Regions from separate parts of the Mus musculus genome. Here all the other regions are linked to region 4. Evidence: chromatin contacts called from public Hi-C and HiChIP or PLAC-seq data. All regions are on one chromosome and are shown on one strand. The core of a region is the stretch at or near the end of the contact, and the rest is flanking DNA. Distances in the headings are between cores, read along the strand shown. Region 1 overlaps Zbtb20 (zinc finger and BTB domain containing 20). Region 2 overlaps Zbtb20 (zinc finger and BTB domain containing 20). Region 3 overlaps Zbtb20 (zinc finger and BTB domain containing 20). Region 4 overlaps Zbtb20 (zinc finger and BTB domain containing 20). Region 5 overlaps Drd3 (dopamine receptor D3).

What was found. A called contact is a pair of places that touch in the nucleus more often than the background predicts. HiChIP or PLAC-seq counts read pairs in DNA pulled down with a chosen protein or histone mark.
Region 1: a contact with region 4 is called in a Hi-C map of uterus, with 2.0 times the contacts expected there. The contact joins two enhancer-like sites. A contact is called at or near these places in 1 of 15 datasets of contacts at CTCF or cohesin (pro-B cells), 15 of 484 Hi-C or Micro-C datasets (B cells, the CH12 cell line, the HL-1 cell line and 10 more) and 2 of 115 datasets of contacts at active chromatin or transcription factors (embryonic stem cells and fibro-adipogenic progenitors).
Region 2: a Hi-C map of liver shows a contact between it and region 4, with 2.7 times the contacts expected there. The contact joins two enhancer-like sites. A contact is called at or near these places in 4 of 484 Hi-C or Micro-C datasets (3T3-L1-derived adipocytes, embryonic fibroblasts and liver) and 2 of 115 datasets of contacts at active chromatin or transcription factors (fibro-adipogenic progenitors and neural progenitor cells).
Region 3: a Hi-C map of muscle stem cells shows a contact between it and region 4, with 2.1 times the contacts expected there. The contact joins two enhancer-like sites. A contact is called at or near these places in 4 of 484 Hi-C or Micro-C datasets (granulocyte-monocyte progenitors, liver and muscle stem cells) and 1 of 115 datasets of contacts at active chromatin or transcription factors (fibro-adipogenic progenitors).
Region 5: an H3K27ac HiChIP or PLAC-seq map of heart atrium shows a contact between it and region 4, with 5 times the contacts expected there. The contact joins two enhancer-like sites. A contact is called at or near these places in 2 of 39 promoter capture datasets (cranial neural crest and embryonic stem cells), 22 of 484 Hi-C or Micro-C datasets (B cells, the HL-1 cell line, brown adipocytes and 9 more), 16 of 115 datasets of contacts at active chromatin or transcription factors (astrocytes, cardiomyocytes, embryonic basal ganglia and 6 more) and 1 of 9 other capture datasets (embryonic stem cells).

The regions. Positions count from the first base shown.
Region 1 is chr16:43,401,937-43,404,636 of GRCm38.p6, reverse strand. The region is part of intron 4 of Zbtb20 (zinc finger and BTB domain containing 20); the gene reads right to left. Among named protein-coding and RNA genes, the nearest start is that of Gm15713, 17 kb to the left of the region's middle. Within about 2 kb of position 1,261, at least 7 of the 459 cell types and tissues checked have an H3K27ac peak or open chromatin away from gene starts, as enhancers often do. A contact at or near this core is called in muscle stem cells and uterus, where this site is marked.
Region 2 is chr16:43,334,115-43,336,814 of GRCm38.p6, reverse strand. The region is part of intron 4 of Zbtb20 (zinc finger and BTB domain containing 20); the gene reads right to left. Among named protein-coding and RNA genes, the nearest start is that of Gm9968, 28 kb to the left of the region's middle. Within about 2 kb of position 1,289, at least 106 of the 459 cell types and tissues checked have an H3K27ac peak or open chromatin away from gene starts, as enhancers often do. A contact at or near this core is called in 3T3-L1-derived adipocytes, embryonic fibroblasts and liver, where this site is marked.
Region 3 is chr16:43,437,232-43,439,998 of GRCm38.p6, reverse strand. The region is part of intron 4 of Zbtb20 (zinc finger and BTB domain containing 20); the gene reads right to left. Among named protein-coding and RNA genes, the nearest start is that of Gm15713, 18 kb to the right of the region's middle. Within about 2 kb of position 1,313, at least 15 of the 459 cell types and tissues checked have an H3K27ac peak or open chromatin away from gene starts, as enhancers often do. A contact at or near this core is called in muscle stem cells, where this site is marked.
Region 4 is chr16:43,572,740-43,575,439 of GRCm38.p6, reverse strand. All of the region lies in intron 7 of Zbtb20 (zinc finger and BTB domain containing 20), which reads right to left. Among named protein-coding and RNA genes, the nearest start is that of Mir568, 67 kb to the left of the region's middle. Within about 2 kb of position 1,304, at least 195 of the 459 cell types and tissues checked have an H3K27ac peak or open chromatin away from gene starts, as enhancers often do. A contact at or near this core is called in 3T3-L1-derived adipocytes, astrocytes, embryonic basal ganglia and 8 more, where this site is marked.
Region 5 is chr16:43,800,671-43,803,370 of GRCm38.p6, reverse strand. All of the region lies in intron 2 of Drd3 (dopamine receptor D3), which reads right to left. Among named protein-coding and RNA genes, the nearest start is that of Gm26074, 32 kb to the left of the region's middle. Within about 2 kb of position 1,425, at least 150 of the 459 cell types and tissues checked have an H3K27ac peak or open chromatin away from gene starts, as enhancers often do. A contact at or near this core is called in astrocytes, embryonic basal ganglia, embryonic fibroblasts and 6 more, where this site is marked.

The DNA.
Region 1 (2,700 bases), core at 12-2,511, 170 kb after region 4:
AAATGGAGAACAAAGTATTGCAAGCAGAATGCTTTTAAATACACCCTAATTACTTCAATGTGCAAATGCACTGCCTAAACCGAAGCGTGCATTTAACACTTTGCACTTCAATCGTGCTAATTCATCTAAGTTCTATAGATAGCAATTCCATAAAAAAACAAAAACAAAAACAAAACAAAAAAGCAGGAGCTAGCCTTTACTCTAGTCAGCCTTTCCAGCTCGGGGAAAATCTATTGTTATAAAGTTCAAGCTTTCCTCTCAAGTCAGTTCACTTTTGGACTAATGCAGATCATTAGTCCAAATAATACAAAATAACTGATAATTTGCCATATCCAGTCAATTTTCTCAATTGACTCTGTCTTCCCTATTCTTCTCTTCTGTCTTTAGTGGGGTGGAGTGGGAAGGTGGGGCAGAAATGTTTCTCTAGCAGAGCCACCTAACAACGGGCAAGGCAAATGCTTAGGAAGATGCCAGAGGGCTGGAGCTGGTATATGGTTATGATGCCCGTGTTTCCTGGCACCTGTCTATAGACCAGTTGCGTCAGGACTGTTGAGGGAACCTGCTACAAAGACATATTTCAGGGTCTCACCTCAGAGCAAAGCAACTAACATCTTTTGGGTTCAGAGCTCTCTTTTTTCCCTTCCATCCCTCCAGTGTGGAAGTTAGAGGATAAGTAAGAGTCCTGCTCAGAGGGTCAGATCCAGTAGTCAAGATATGTGTGCCAGAAAAACACCCTGACTCCGGGGCCAAGAGCTTAGCCAGGCATGATGTGTTCAATACGCACTATCTCTCAGGTGATCTCCAGGGTAACAGCTGTGAGACAGGATTATTGTTCTTCCCATCTTTCAGATGAGAAACTTGAGACTCAAAGATATTTAGCAACTCCTGGGCATCACAGTGATTAAAAAGCCTCAATGATCAGAAGTCACTAAATTAAAAATCTAAAAGCTCTTAAGAACTATACTACTTTAACCTACAGCTTTGCAGAAAAATATTTCCTTTATTGTTCACTTACTATCCTCTAACTAAAAGCAACTGGCTACTTAGGTTGGTCATGGGACAAGGCTGTACACAGTGACTTTATTCTTAGATTAGTAATTGGCACTAAAGTCATCAAAACTCCATTGCTAATCCTTCCTCAGTTTGCTCACTAATCATATAGTTTGTCAGACTTTGAGGCAACAGTCATAGCCTCACCTTCACTCGATTTACGGTTCTACAAATGAGATGAGCTTTGTCTGAATGGTCCTGAGTCAACAGGACCAGCCAGGGGAGGCTGGAGAGCTGTTCACTTTCCTGGCAGAAGGGAAAGAGGGTGAGGTCTGGAAACTTTTAGATGTTTTAGTACTTTGCCATTGGCTAGTGTAAGGAATTCGGATTTTAAAGCAGATTGCATTTTTACTTATACAATTTTGTTAGAAAGGAGGCAGACTAAGTTTCTTGTGTATTTTCAACTGATAAAACTTTATCTGGTTCATTCTTTCCAACTGGGTTTCTTTTTCGGCCAAATTTCTGGGTACAGAGCCAAGTAAGTTGTTATGTTTATTCATTTTTACAGAGAGCAGCCGGCCGAGAGTCTATTCTTGAAGAGGGTGCCTAATAAATTTATCAGCAGTACTTTATTCCACCCAATAAAATTATTCTACAGTGACATATTGACTATCCTCTACTTCATTTTCATCTGTTTCAATTACTCAAAATGCTATTATTAGGTTAACACTTTTTTATATAATAAGAGAAATTTAGAAGTTGAAGACAATTGGAGACACGTTGGGTAATCTAGGCTATGCACTTCCCTTTGTGTAAGATAATTTTACACGCATGTAAGTGTGGTTTGGGCATATGAATGGCAGACAAGACTGAGGACAATGAGGCTGTACAGAAAATTCAGTACTAGAATGTCATGGTGGCAGCCTGCAGGATGGGTCAGTGCTTTTGACACCAAGGTTGGGGACCTGAGTTCAAACTCTGGAATCCACACAGTGGAAGGAGAGAAGTGATTCTTGAAAGTTGTCTTTTGACCTCCACATGTGTGTCATGGTGCATGCATACTTGCGCAACCCATCCTCCATTTAACAAAAACGAATGCTAACTTGAAGACCGATCATATAGAAAGATCCAAAAGAAAAAGAGATGCAAAAGAGTAATAGGCAATGAGAGTAAAATAATGTGGTACAGGCTCAGCAAACTGAAAACTAGTACTCCACTAATCAGAAGATGATTAGCTGGGATTAGACATGTATTCATTCTTTAGATTGAGTTACTGTAGGATTTGTGATTCATTATTTAGATTATTTGCTGTGTGCTTAAAACTCTTATTTTCCACATTATTGTAGAATTTTTGGAACTTCTGGAAAGTTGAAGAAAAAGGACAAATGAAATTTCTCTCAATTCTGTCATATAGAGGTAACTGCTCTCCATAGTTTAATGCCTGTCTCCATCCCAGAAACAGATGTTTATTTTGTAATTTGGGATGGATATATACATTTGTCTCTTTGTGTGTGAGGATTTTCAGTCTCATTACATCATAAGTACTCCCCAGTTTAAAACTCATAAAAACATGTTTAAGAACAACATAATTCATATTTACTTAATATGCGAACTGCATATGGACTTTCTATCACTTATGTGATAATTCTTTAGATTTTGAATATTTAGGGTTATGTTTCTTTTTCTTTCGTATGCCATTATGATTAATGC
Region 2 (2,700 bases), core at 40-2,539, 240 kb after region 4:
AGACTTCCACATACTAGTCCACTATGGAAGGAAGTCAGGACAGGAATATGGATGCAAGAACTGAAGCATGGCCCATGGAAGAGTGCTACTCATGGCTTGAGCAGCCATTTTTGTTAGAGCATCTAAGACCATCTGCCCGGGGATGGCACCTGAGTTACAATGGCATGTGTCCTACTTTCTAAATATAGTCAATTACTATGTCCAAATGAAATTAGGCTTACGAGTAAAGAAAACTACCTTAAAGAACTTATTTGCTTGGGAGATTGGTGGCATGTGACACAGGCTGGCCACACAGTACAAAAATGAGTCTCTCCATCCTCGTTGATCTTTCAGCCTCATTCTAAGCAAGTGTTTGTTAATAAACAATTAATAAACTAAATGAACTATTTGGTCGGAATCCCATTTCACAGAAACAAAAATACAAGGCACTAGGGAAAGTTTCCAGGCTTCAGAGTCAAGTTACAAGCATTTCCTGAATCTACCTGTTCTGAGATGAAAGATGTCTAGGCATATACCACCAATTCTAATTCTAATATCTCCAGTTAATATCCCCCCCTGGTCTCATATTGATCTTGCTGTTGATTCTTCTCATATTCTTGGTCATTTTATTAAGAGGCAGCAAAATGGAGATCAAAGACTGCAGCAATGAGTGAGCAAAAATATTTCTCAAATCAGTGAACCTGAAACTCCTTGTCCAATTTTGGCCATCTCTCCTGCCCTTTAGAACTCTGTTTCAGTTTAATCTCTTCTAGTTTTGGCCTGTAAACCACCTACTATTATACCAGGCCTATCACGCCAGCAAATCACTGTAACAGACGGATTGTTAATTATTTGCCTTTATTTCTCAACAATATTGCAGGTGATGGATGGTGACCAAATGCACTATGAGATGAGGTCTTTCATGCACTCTATGTTTTAGTTAGGCAAGAATTTCCCCAAACTCATAGCTAACTACTGTCCAGCTCATCGGTGTACGTACATGTTCTATGTAGAAGGTTCTTCCTTTGTTATGGTTTTACAAAGGCTAGCCATTTTAAGAAACTGACTACTTCCTGTTGATCCTTAACCCTTTAGCCGTGAGAAGTCCCGAGAGTCCGTTGCAGCCTGTGACTACTGGTAGTGATCTTTACTCTCTGATCCTTCTGGTGGACCTTAGTTCTTACTGCTTTATCCAATCTTAAGCCAGCTTGTAATCAACTTAATTTTTAAAGTCTTTGTACACATTAGGTAATATTTGTTCTCTGAACTCCCAAGGGAAATGTGGTAACTGCCCAACGAGGAAGCCCTACCCTTCATTATTCAGCAACAGCTTGAAGAGTACTTTAATTCCAACCTTCCGCCCTCTGACAGCCCAGCTGCATCAAAGGCTGTGTTCCCTGTTTGTTTGTTTTTTTCCAGAAACAGAATCACCATTTCAAACTGAATCATCCATTACTAAAGGATGGACTCTAGGTCCAAATTTTAAAAACATGTGAGCCGCAGCAACTCTGAATTGAATTATGACTTATGTCAGAGTCTGGACATCTGCGGCCCCCTCTCCTCTAGCCTCTGGATCCCTGCATGCTGTTCAGGGGAAGTTGCTGGCTTCTGAACTGAAGGTTTGAAAATGAAGGCATTCTCTTTTATGGAGAATAGTCCTTCAGCGATTTAAACAAGCAGCTTTGTGATCAAAATAATTCATAAAGGAAAAGATTTATGAAGAGACTTCACGAGCACACAATGCATTTTTTAAACTTTGGTTTTTAAATAAATCTGTCAGTACACAAGCCAAGGCAACACGTCTGAATGCAGTATCAGTGGGCACACCCGGAACTCCTCTTCGGTGCTTGCCTAAGACTGGTGGAAAAGGGAAACACTTCTCTTTGTCTTCTTGTAAAATACTAGTTTAAAACAAAATTTAAAACCCAGTTCCACACAAAAGCTTTAAGATACTGTGCACATTACTACCTTCTTATACAGAAAACTTGTCTCTAAAAAATGTTTTCCATCCACTGCCCTTTCTTATTTAAGAAAATAAAAAACAGAAAAGAAAGAAAGAACGAAAGAACCCGACTTGTGTGTATCCCTCTGGCACCGGAGCCTGTTCTAATCTCCTTTATCAGGCTTGAGTGATAGCTCTGCTCCATGAGTATTGACAGGGCCGTCCTGTTTCTCAGGCTTTCGTTTCTCTCAGTTGGAGAAGGATACAGTGCATTTTCACATTCTCAAAGTCTGCAGTTGTTTTTATATAAGAAGCAATTTGCTTGGGTCACGTCAGGTCGAATGGGATGCCTGCCCAGCTCTTGGTTTTAAAGGAAAAACATACAGAAAGACACAAAAACACAGCAGTTTCCTTCATTAAATTCCACTCTACCTGCCATGGGCTTCTAGCCACAATGGAATTTCCCACCCTGGCCTAGCCTAGCCTAACTTTTATTTTTAGGGATTTTTTTTCCCCTTTAAATCTTATGAGCTTTCTTTCAAGTGAACTCTGAGGCAAGGTTTATTAAATGATAGAGTAATTGCCTGGTTTTAGAAAAACAGACTCAAGAAAAAAAAATGCCAAGTGACCTTCCATAATATTGCTTTACAACCACCCTTTGGATAATAGCCCTTTCAAAAAAAAAATAGGTTCGAATCAGCACAACAACACAGCTATACAACTTAAAATCAAACCTTGCATCCTGAAGAGAACAGGGAGAAGAGTGACTTCAGTGGTTT
Region 3 (2,767 bases), core at 64-2,563, 140 kb after region 4:
CTGGCGTGGATGTGGAGAAAGAGGAACACTCCTCCATTGTTGGTGGGAGTGCAGGCTTGTACAACCACTCTGGAAATCAGTCTGGCGGTTCCTCAGAAAATTGGACATAGTACTACCGGAGGATCCAGCAATACCTCTCCTGGGCATATATCCAGAAGAAGCCCCAACTGGTAAGAAGGACACATGCTCCACTATGTTCAATATTATGTTTTGCATTAAAAAAAATTCCTTTCAACTCAGTACAAGAAAGGCTTACCCTTTCCTACAATTTATCTAAAAATATTTATGAACACCCAATGCAGTGGCATAGGGTGAGGCACAGGGGATGTCTTGGAGGGCAAAATGGACAAAACCCCAAAGAAATAAGCACCTAAGAGAAAGCCTTAGATGGTGGAGCCTATGATCCATTGCAAATGGAGACAAATGTGCCAATCAAGCACATGTTTGAAGGGAGTAAGTGATAAGAAGCAAATGGTGGGCCTCCAGGAACAGAAGGATGGTTGCTTGAATCAGGGTAGCTATGGTCTGAGTGGTAAGAGACTGGGTGCGTTCTGCAGGTTAGGTAAGGCCTTGCTTTAGAGTGAAGATTCAGTAAAAGCCTAATAATGAGGATTGGCAAGATTTATTCAGGGAAAACCTTTGCAGCAGTGTGAAAAGCAAGTGCAAAGGACCTGCAGACACACAGCGGGGAGGGGGGGGGGGTCGGGGCTGGGGAAGAGGGAGAGAAGGTTCCAGTGCGACTGAGTGGAGAGTGTGGTATGGATCCTCTCCTCACCTGGCCTTTTCTTTCACTTGAGAGAAGCCTCCCAGCCCTGACAGTTGGGAGCAGAGGACTGGCATGAGCTGACTGTTTACCTAGCACACTGCGGAGGGGCTTCCTTTGGAGAATAGCCTGGATATTTTAAGGGCAGAAGCAGGAAGTGTAGTGAGGGAACTCCAGAAACAATCCGTGTAAGGAAGGAAAGCGTTCTGAGTCAGTAGAGAGACGGGATGGGATGAGCGGTATGGATTGGAGGTTATACTGCTGGGTTTGCTTATTGGTTGGATTTGTGAGAGACATAAAAGGCTGACAGAGAGATATGGTTTCAATTTGAGCAACTCTTAGGATGGAGATACCATTCACCTAGGGGGTTAGCCTGCATATTTGTTAGATAAAATATGTATTCCTAGTATGTTAAGTTTAAGATGTTCATTAGACATGCAGTGGAAATGTTAAGTAGGAACCAAGTGTGGATCAGAGACTCAAGCTAGGGTGAATATTAAGGGAGTGATTGGAGAGATTGGAAGGAAGTAGTTCAGAGATTAGTTGCTAAGACCCTTCGATGTTTACGTCATGGGGATACAGGAATACACCCAGTGAGGGAGATTGCAAGGGAGTGGCCTGTGAAATGGGAGAAATCAGGAATGTGTGAATGAATTGAAAGTCAAGTGTTTCATGGGAAAGGAATGAGGCGGGTGAGACAGAAGGGAAGAGAGGAAGAGTGTGACTTGGTCACTGAGGTTAGCTATATGTATGGCACTGGAGCGCCAGCATAGCCAGTTTCATTATTTTTACTTGTGAAAAAGCTAATCAGAGGAAGCTGGAGAGAGTTTATGAGATCTTAGACACCCTTGGAACTGTAAACTAGTATTTACTGGGACAGTAGGCTATCAGAGAGGGTGAGGGCCAAGAGAGTAGTTAGGATGAGAGGGGTTACAGTATGTTTGTATGGTGACAAGAATTATTTAGAATTAGAGAAATGATTAGAATTATTTAGAGAAGAAAACAGATAAAGCACATGAATTCAGCACACCTTCTCAGAAACATTATTCATGAGTATAGGAGGTGTGGATGTGACACACAAGGATGAGGACACTGAGGCAGGGGTGCACAGATTGCCTACAGTTGTGGGGACAAAAAGCAGAGGCTGTGGGCACTGATGTGAGAGGGGATGTTTGCTGGAGAGCAGGTATGTGTGAAGTTCCTTCTAGCCTACCTGCTTTTCTCTTCTCAGTGAAGGGGAAAGGCAGGAAGGGCAAGGAAGGAGACTGCAAGCTGGACAGAGGGAAAGCTGTGAAATACTCTTGTAGAGATGCAGGAAAAGACGCTGTGGGCAGCAACAAAGGCCACTTGCAGATATCATGAAATTTAAGGGAGAGTGGTCTATGTGCTTGCTTTTGGCTCTAGCAGAGTCAAGGTGGCATGTGGGCTTGGATCAGGGTGGGTGGCTGGTTCTGATCTCTACAGTGAAAAGCATAGAGCTGTAAGAGAACAAGTGTGTGAGGTGTGTGGCCTTCAGAACCTCAACTACACAAGGAAGTGAGGATATGAGAGCCTCTGGACAAAATTAATAAATTAAGGGGTCCTATGGGCTTCAGAAATTGTTAATAGGGCTAACAGAGAGATTGGGCTGTGAAGATGTGAGGTAGTAATTGGAGAGTGGATGCCTGTAATTGAGATTATGGGCAGTTGTAATTATTAGTAATTAAAATGTCAAAATTACAGCCGCAGCAATGAGAATCTGGAGCGGGGTAGAGGGCAGATCACGAGAGTTCAAGGAAGCTACTGGATTAGTGAGTAGTGGCTGAGTGAGTGATGATGTAACCAGGAGGCCTGGTGGGAACCCTGAGCCTTTCTGGCCTCCTCAACTCTCCATCACTTCCCATCTTTCTAGTGTCTGCAAACTTTAATTTTCCAGAGTCCATAGCTATAAACACACCCCATCCTTTCTTTTCTTTAATCCATTTCTTTGCTCCCTCATTTTTGTCCCCCACTCCGCCATCCATG
Region 4 (2,700 bases), core at 55-2,554:
CTCAGTGGTTGCAGGATTCCTGCCTTACTCACTAACTCTTTATTTCACTAACAGTTCCGTGCTATTGGCTCTCAGAGAGAATGGGCTTTCTGTGGAAGGGGAGTGTCTTAGCAGTTGTCCCATTTCTGGTGTTCATCCCTTTCTTTACTCCGCCTTTCTGCTCCCCTCCCCCACTCCCCCATCCACACTCTCGGTACAGAGACTAAGTGGCTGTGATGTGCCACAGAGGCTGAGCAATCTTGGTCCTGTCCTCCTGGGGTTACTGCCTATTCCATAATTCCATACTGTGAACCATATACACAGCAGCCACTTGCGAACTGTTTGCTGACAGAATTAAATAGAGCTGAAATTTAAATATACTTGGAGACCAGTCCTAGTTTGAATCTCAATTAAGCTTCCTCATTTTATGCGGCAGGGGAATCAACCTGGATTGGTTGCTTTTTCATTGATTACAAGAAGAGTCTTTAGTAAGAGTGGCTGGTCCTTGTAAGTCACCTAAATATAGGGACAAAACACCAATGGCCATCATTATGTAGCAGAAAAAAAAATGGTCTCTATGTTTACAGACAAGGCCTCAGCTAGCTTTTGACATGTGGTTCATGGAATTAAGAGCACACTCTTGCACCAGTGTACTGCCAAGCCACCCATGAGGTCTAACTCTGGAGAAATTGCACGGCTTATGCCCTTACTTCTTGTCCTGAATTAGAGTTTGATGCATGCCTGATTTTCTGTGCCCCACCTATGTCCAGGACCACCTTTGGTGGCTGTCCATGGCCCAGGGACATTGTAGCCACCTCAGCGAGTAGAACACATTCAAACCCAACCTGCCTGGCCCCTTCCCTTCCTTGCTTCCTGCCAGTTCACTTCTCCTCTTACCACGGCAGTGCTCCAACGTCACAGACCAGAGCCCTGCACACTGTCCGTTGGAGCACTTCCTCTCCCATTCCAACCTCTTTTATAATTCTCTGGGATTCCTTTTTCTGAAGCCAAGAAGCGTTAACACAAAACAGCAGTCTGTCTGACATGCACAGGTGCTGTTCTATGACCAATTTTTTTTTCAGTTTGTGGTTTATTAAGGAGGAAAGAGCAAACTCTCTTGTAATTAACTGAAAATGCCTTCTTTGGTTGCATAAAGGGGATTGTATAAACATGGCACATCTGAGGACATGTCTGTACAAGTCTAAGTAGTTTGCACTATCCCCTGGCGCCTGTAGAGGGCAGCAGCACACTGGCTGACTCCAGGCAGTATTTTAGAGCCTAAACTACCAGAACCTTCCTCCTGGTCACCATGCCAAAGGCTGGTGTGCCAAGCTCTCTCTGGCCTGGCCTCTCAGTCTCTTTCAAGTTTGTTCTCTCCCCGCCTGCTGTGCATATTCATATTCTCTCTCTCTCTCTCTCTCTCTCTCTCTCTCTGTCTCTCTCTCTGTCTCTCTCTCTCTGTCTCTCTCTCTCTCTGTCTCTCTCTCTGTCTCTCTCTCTCTCTGTCTCTCTCTCTCTCTCTCTCTCTCTCTCTCTCTCTCTCTCTCTCTCTCAACTATACACTCTGATGAGGTTGTCCCTCAACCAGAAAATGAAAACTTCTACGTAGAAGTCAGAGAAGCCAACAACAACAACAAAGAAAAAACCCGGGGGAGAGGAGAAAGGGGCCGTGAGGGAGAGAGACTTCAGAACAAGAAAAGGGCAGATGTTTCGCAAATATATGCAAAGCAAAACTGGGTGTACCCTGAACACTTCTACAGAAAAACAGGCCAATCATTGTGCACTTCCTCCCGCCACACTGGTGCAGCTCTGCATTCAAAGAGAGAGAGAGAGAGAGAGAGAGAGAGAGAGAGAGAGAGAGAGAGAGAGAGAAGTGTGGCCGCAGGCACCCGCCTTTCAACGGTCAGTTCTGACATTCTGACTGAACATGTCCCAATTGTCCAAAGAACAAAAACATTTTCATCTCCCCACTGTGAACATTTTTGTTATGAGAAAAAGGCTGCTTTAAGAACCAGGAAGGCGTTTAAGGTGAAGGGCAGCTGAGCTGGCCGGCAGAACCTTCTGGTCTTTAACTCTCCCTGTGCTGGCCCCGGCAGTAAGTTGAGGGCTGAAACATAGCAGTGAGTGAGGCTGTGGAGGCTGCTGGCTCGTCCCAAACTAGACCATATTGTTTTTGCAGAGAAATATGCATTAAAACATATGGATGCGCTGTTAGGTATTAAGCCTGTTAAATGCACGGGAACAAGGCAGATCGGTGGTGTTGGATGTATACAGTTCACACTCCTTCGCACATATTGCACACATACAGTGGCAGAAGTGCTTTCTGCAACATATGGAAAAATAAATATTTTATCCATGCGAGCTCTTATCAGTCTCCAGGGTCTGTTGAGAGGCGAGTGCTCTCTTCCATCTTTCTCCCTCTCTCCTCCAATTCTCTCCTTCCACTGGGCTCCCACCCTCTGCTGCAGATTATGCTTTCCACTAATCAGCCTGGCTGGAGAGGAAAGAATTAGTCAGAACCTCCCTTTGATAAATAATTACGCAGTCGCGGGATCAAGATAATTGAGATCAGTGATGCCTTTCTTGGCCTTTCTGGAGTCGGAACCATTTCCTTACTTACTCTGCTGTTTAACTGTAGAGTGTCTGCGGACAGACGGAGAGGGACGAAGGAAAAAGCCACCGACACTCCCACCTAGGGAGGGGAATTTAGGAAAACTGAGC
Region 5 (2,700 bases), core at 176-2,675, 230 kb before region 4:
AACAAAAACATCACACACCAAAATGTGTGGGCAAAAAAAAATTAACGGGTAAAAGAATCCAGACATGCTAAATATTCAGTGATGTGCTAACAATTCTCTCTCTTTTCCTCTCTCTTTCTTTTCCTCTTTCTTTCTTTTCCTCTCTTGCTCTCTCTGTCTCTCTCTGTCTCTCTCTGTCTCTCTGTCTCTGTCTCTCTGTCTCTCTGTCTCTCTCTCTCTCTCTCTCTCTCTCTCTCACACACACACACACACAAAGCCCCAATTTGTAACATGCATCAATTTTTGTTGCGCAAATACTCCCACCACTGCTCATGTCAAGCCACCACCAAAGGCTTGATTACCAACTTGAAACATTCCTGGAATATTGCTCTCACCAGCATGGTTCTAGCACACTAGTGGGAATGGCATGCTGTCTTAAACACACTTTAATGCTCATCAGCTCTTTGGAGGCTCCATCACTTCTATGAGCAAGAGACTATACTGAACGTAGCTCTTTTTATGAGAGGAGCCAGAACTTCAGGGAAGGCAGGATAGATCTAAAGTTTCAGACTGGAGTTGTCCTTGCAGAGCCAGGTCTCCCATCTCTAGGACCAGTGCCTTTGACAAGGACCCCATTCCCTGTCCAAGGCACATGTAGCTGTCTTAGCCCTGCAGGGAAACATGGGTTTGCTGGCATCCCACTTGTTTGTACTCGGGAGACCAGTGTGAATGCTCAGAACTGAACCTCCCCAAGTATCTTGACTCTGCTAATTGCCAGCGTGTTAGGGTGTGGGGAACGTGGGGGTGGGAGTTGGAGAGTGTGGGGGTGTACTGTTAAAATGAACGTCCCCAAGTTATTTCCCTAGTGGTTTCCATGAGGTACTTCTAAAGTAAAACCCAGAGACGTGTATTTTTAACATCTAATGTATCTTATTAGACAAGTCTGAGAGAGTCTGCATTAGGGAGAATTTCTGTCAAACCTTCTTGCTCACTTGGGGTAAGAGATGAGAGACAAGACTACAGTCTTTTATTGTCACAGTATGTTTTTTTTCCCCCCTTCTTCTTCTTAAATGATTAAGCCGTTAGAATAAATGAGGCCCCCTCCAGCATGTCATAGGTGGGTGGCTAAGACCTCGAGGCTGTTCCAAAATCCACCATTGGAGGGCACCAAAATGCAGCAAGAACTTCGCCAGCTCTGCCGGGGTGAGAAGTTCACGACTCACCTGGGGGCTCTCCAGGCTCTGTGGGGAGGCAGAGCCGGAAAACCTCCCCACTTAGTTCCTGGAGCCCTGCGAGGACCCCGCATTCTCACCCTGCGAGACTTGTTTAGCCTCTGGTTTCCTCTCTGAGCGATTTGCTCAAGGCCAACCGCGGAGGCGCTGGGTCAGGCTTGGCTTGGCGCGGCTTGGCTGGAGAAGGAACCCTGGCTAGGGCCACCTCCCTTGGAGGTGTTCCCAGTCCCACTCCCTTCTTTGTGTTGCAGCATCTAGTTCTTTCGGCCCTCTCTCCTGTAGAGTACTCAGCCGACCCGAGTGCAGTCAATGTTCGCTCTGGTAAAGCCCTAGGGCTGAAATCCAGCTTTGCAGCTAGCTTGTCAGACAGTGAGGCCCGCGGCTGGAGTTTTCTGACTCAAATTTTCTGTCTAACAGAACTGTTCACAGCTATTGAATGAGATTACATTTGTGAAGTTTTTTGTTTGTTTGTTTGTTTTTTAATACAACTTAAAATCCAAAAGGCAGTTCTTACTGTATCGCCATCATTATTGGGCTAGCCTAAGAGATTCATGATTGTTCTGTGTGACTTTAGGTTTTATGATTGTGATTTTTTCCCCCTCCTGGTTGTCAGGCAGTGCACATTAAATTTATTTATCAGACAAGTGTCGAGAACTTTCTTGTGTGAGCCACTGTTGAAGGGCTGGGGTAGTTGTTGATGTTAAACGGGCACAAGGAACCAAACAGCCTAGAGTCGCTTTGCTGTAAGGCTTAGATACTGAACTTGGCAGTGTGACTTAACAGCTAGGGGCCCCAGGGTGAGGCTCCAGGGCAGTTTATTGTAGGAGATATTGGCTGCACAAGCTGGCTTGGTGGCACATGCCTACAAGGTCAGCATTCAGGGGGTGAAGGTGGAGGCAGGAGGATCACAGACTTGTGTTGGTGGCTTGAGCTAACATAACCCTGGAGCTGTCTCTCCATGGAAGAATGCAAAGGTTAGCACATTCTAAGTGGTAGGTTCCATCCCCAGCCCTGGGGAAATAAAAAGATGGGCAGTGACTTTTGGTTCCATTCATCTATTACCTAATAGCTTTGTGATTCTAGTCACCCCACCCGTGTGTGTGTGTGTGTGTGTACATACGCATACGCCCACTGACATGTGCACATGTAATGGGACAATGTACCTACTTTGCTGGACTGTTTATAAATGATAGCTATATTTGTTTTTGTTGCCTGTGCATTCACACAAATTAGGATAACAGGAAATTATACTTCTAGTGGTGCGCTGCAGGCGTGACCTTCACAGGTGACCTTCCCTAACTTTTGTCAAGAATGGGGGACTGTCTAAATCTCTGGAAGATCAGGGTCTAGCTTGGGACTTGTGACGAGGGACAGCAGGACCTTCAGCACACATGGAGCGCCCTCTGATTCTCGGTCGACGTGGCCGATCGCTCATTAAGGTCTTAATATCATGACTGTCCAGCTGAAGCTATCATTAACCTCAAGTGGG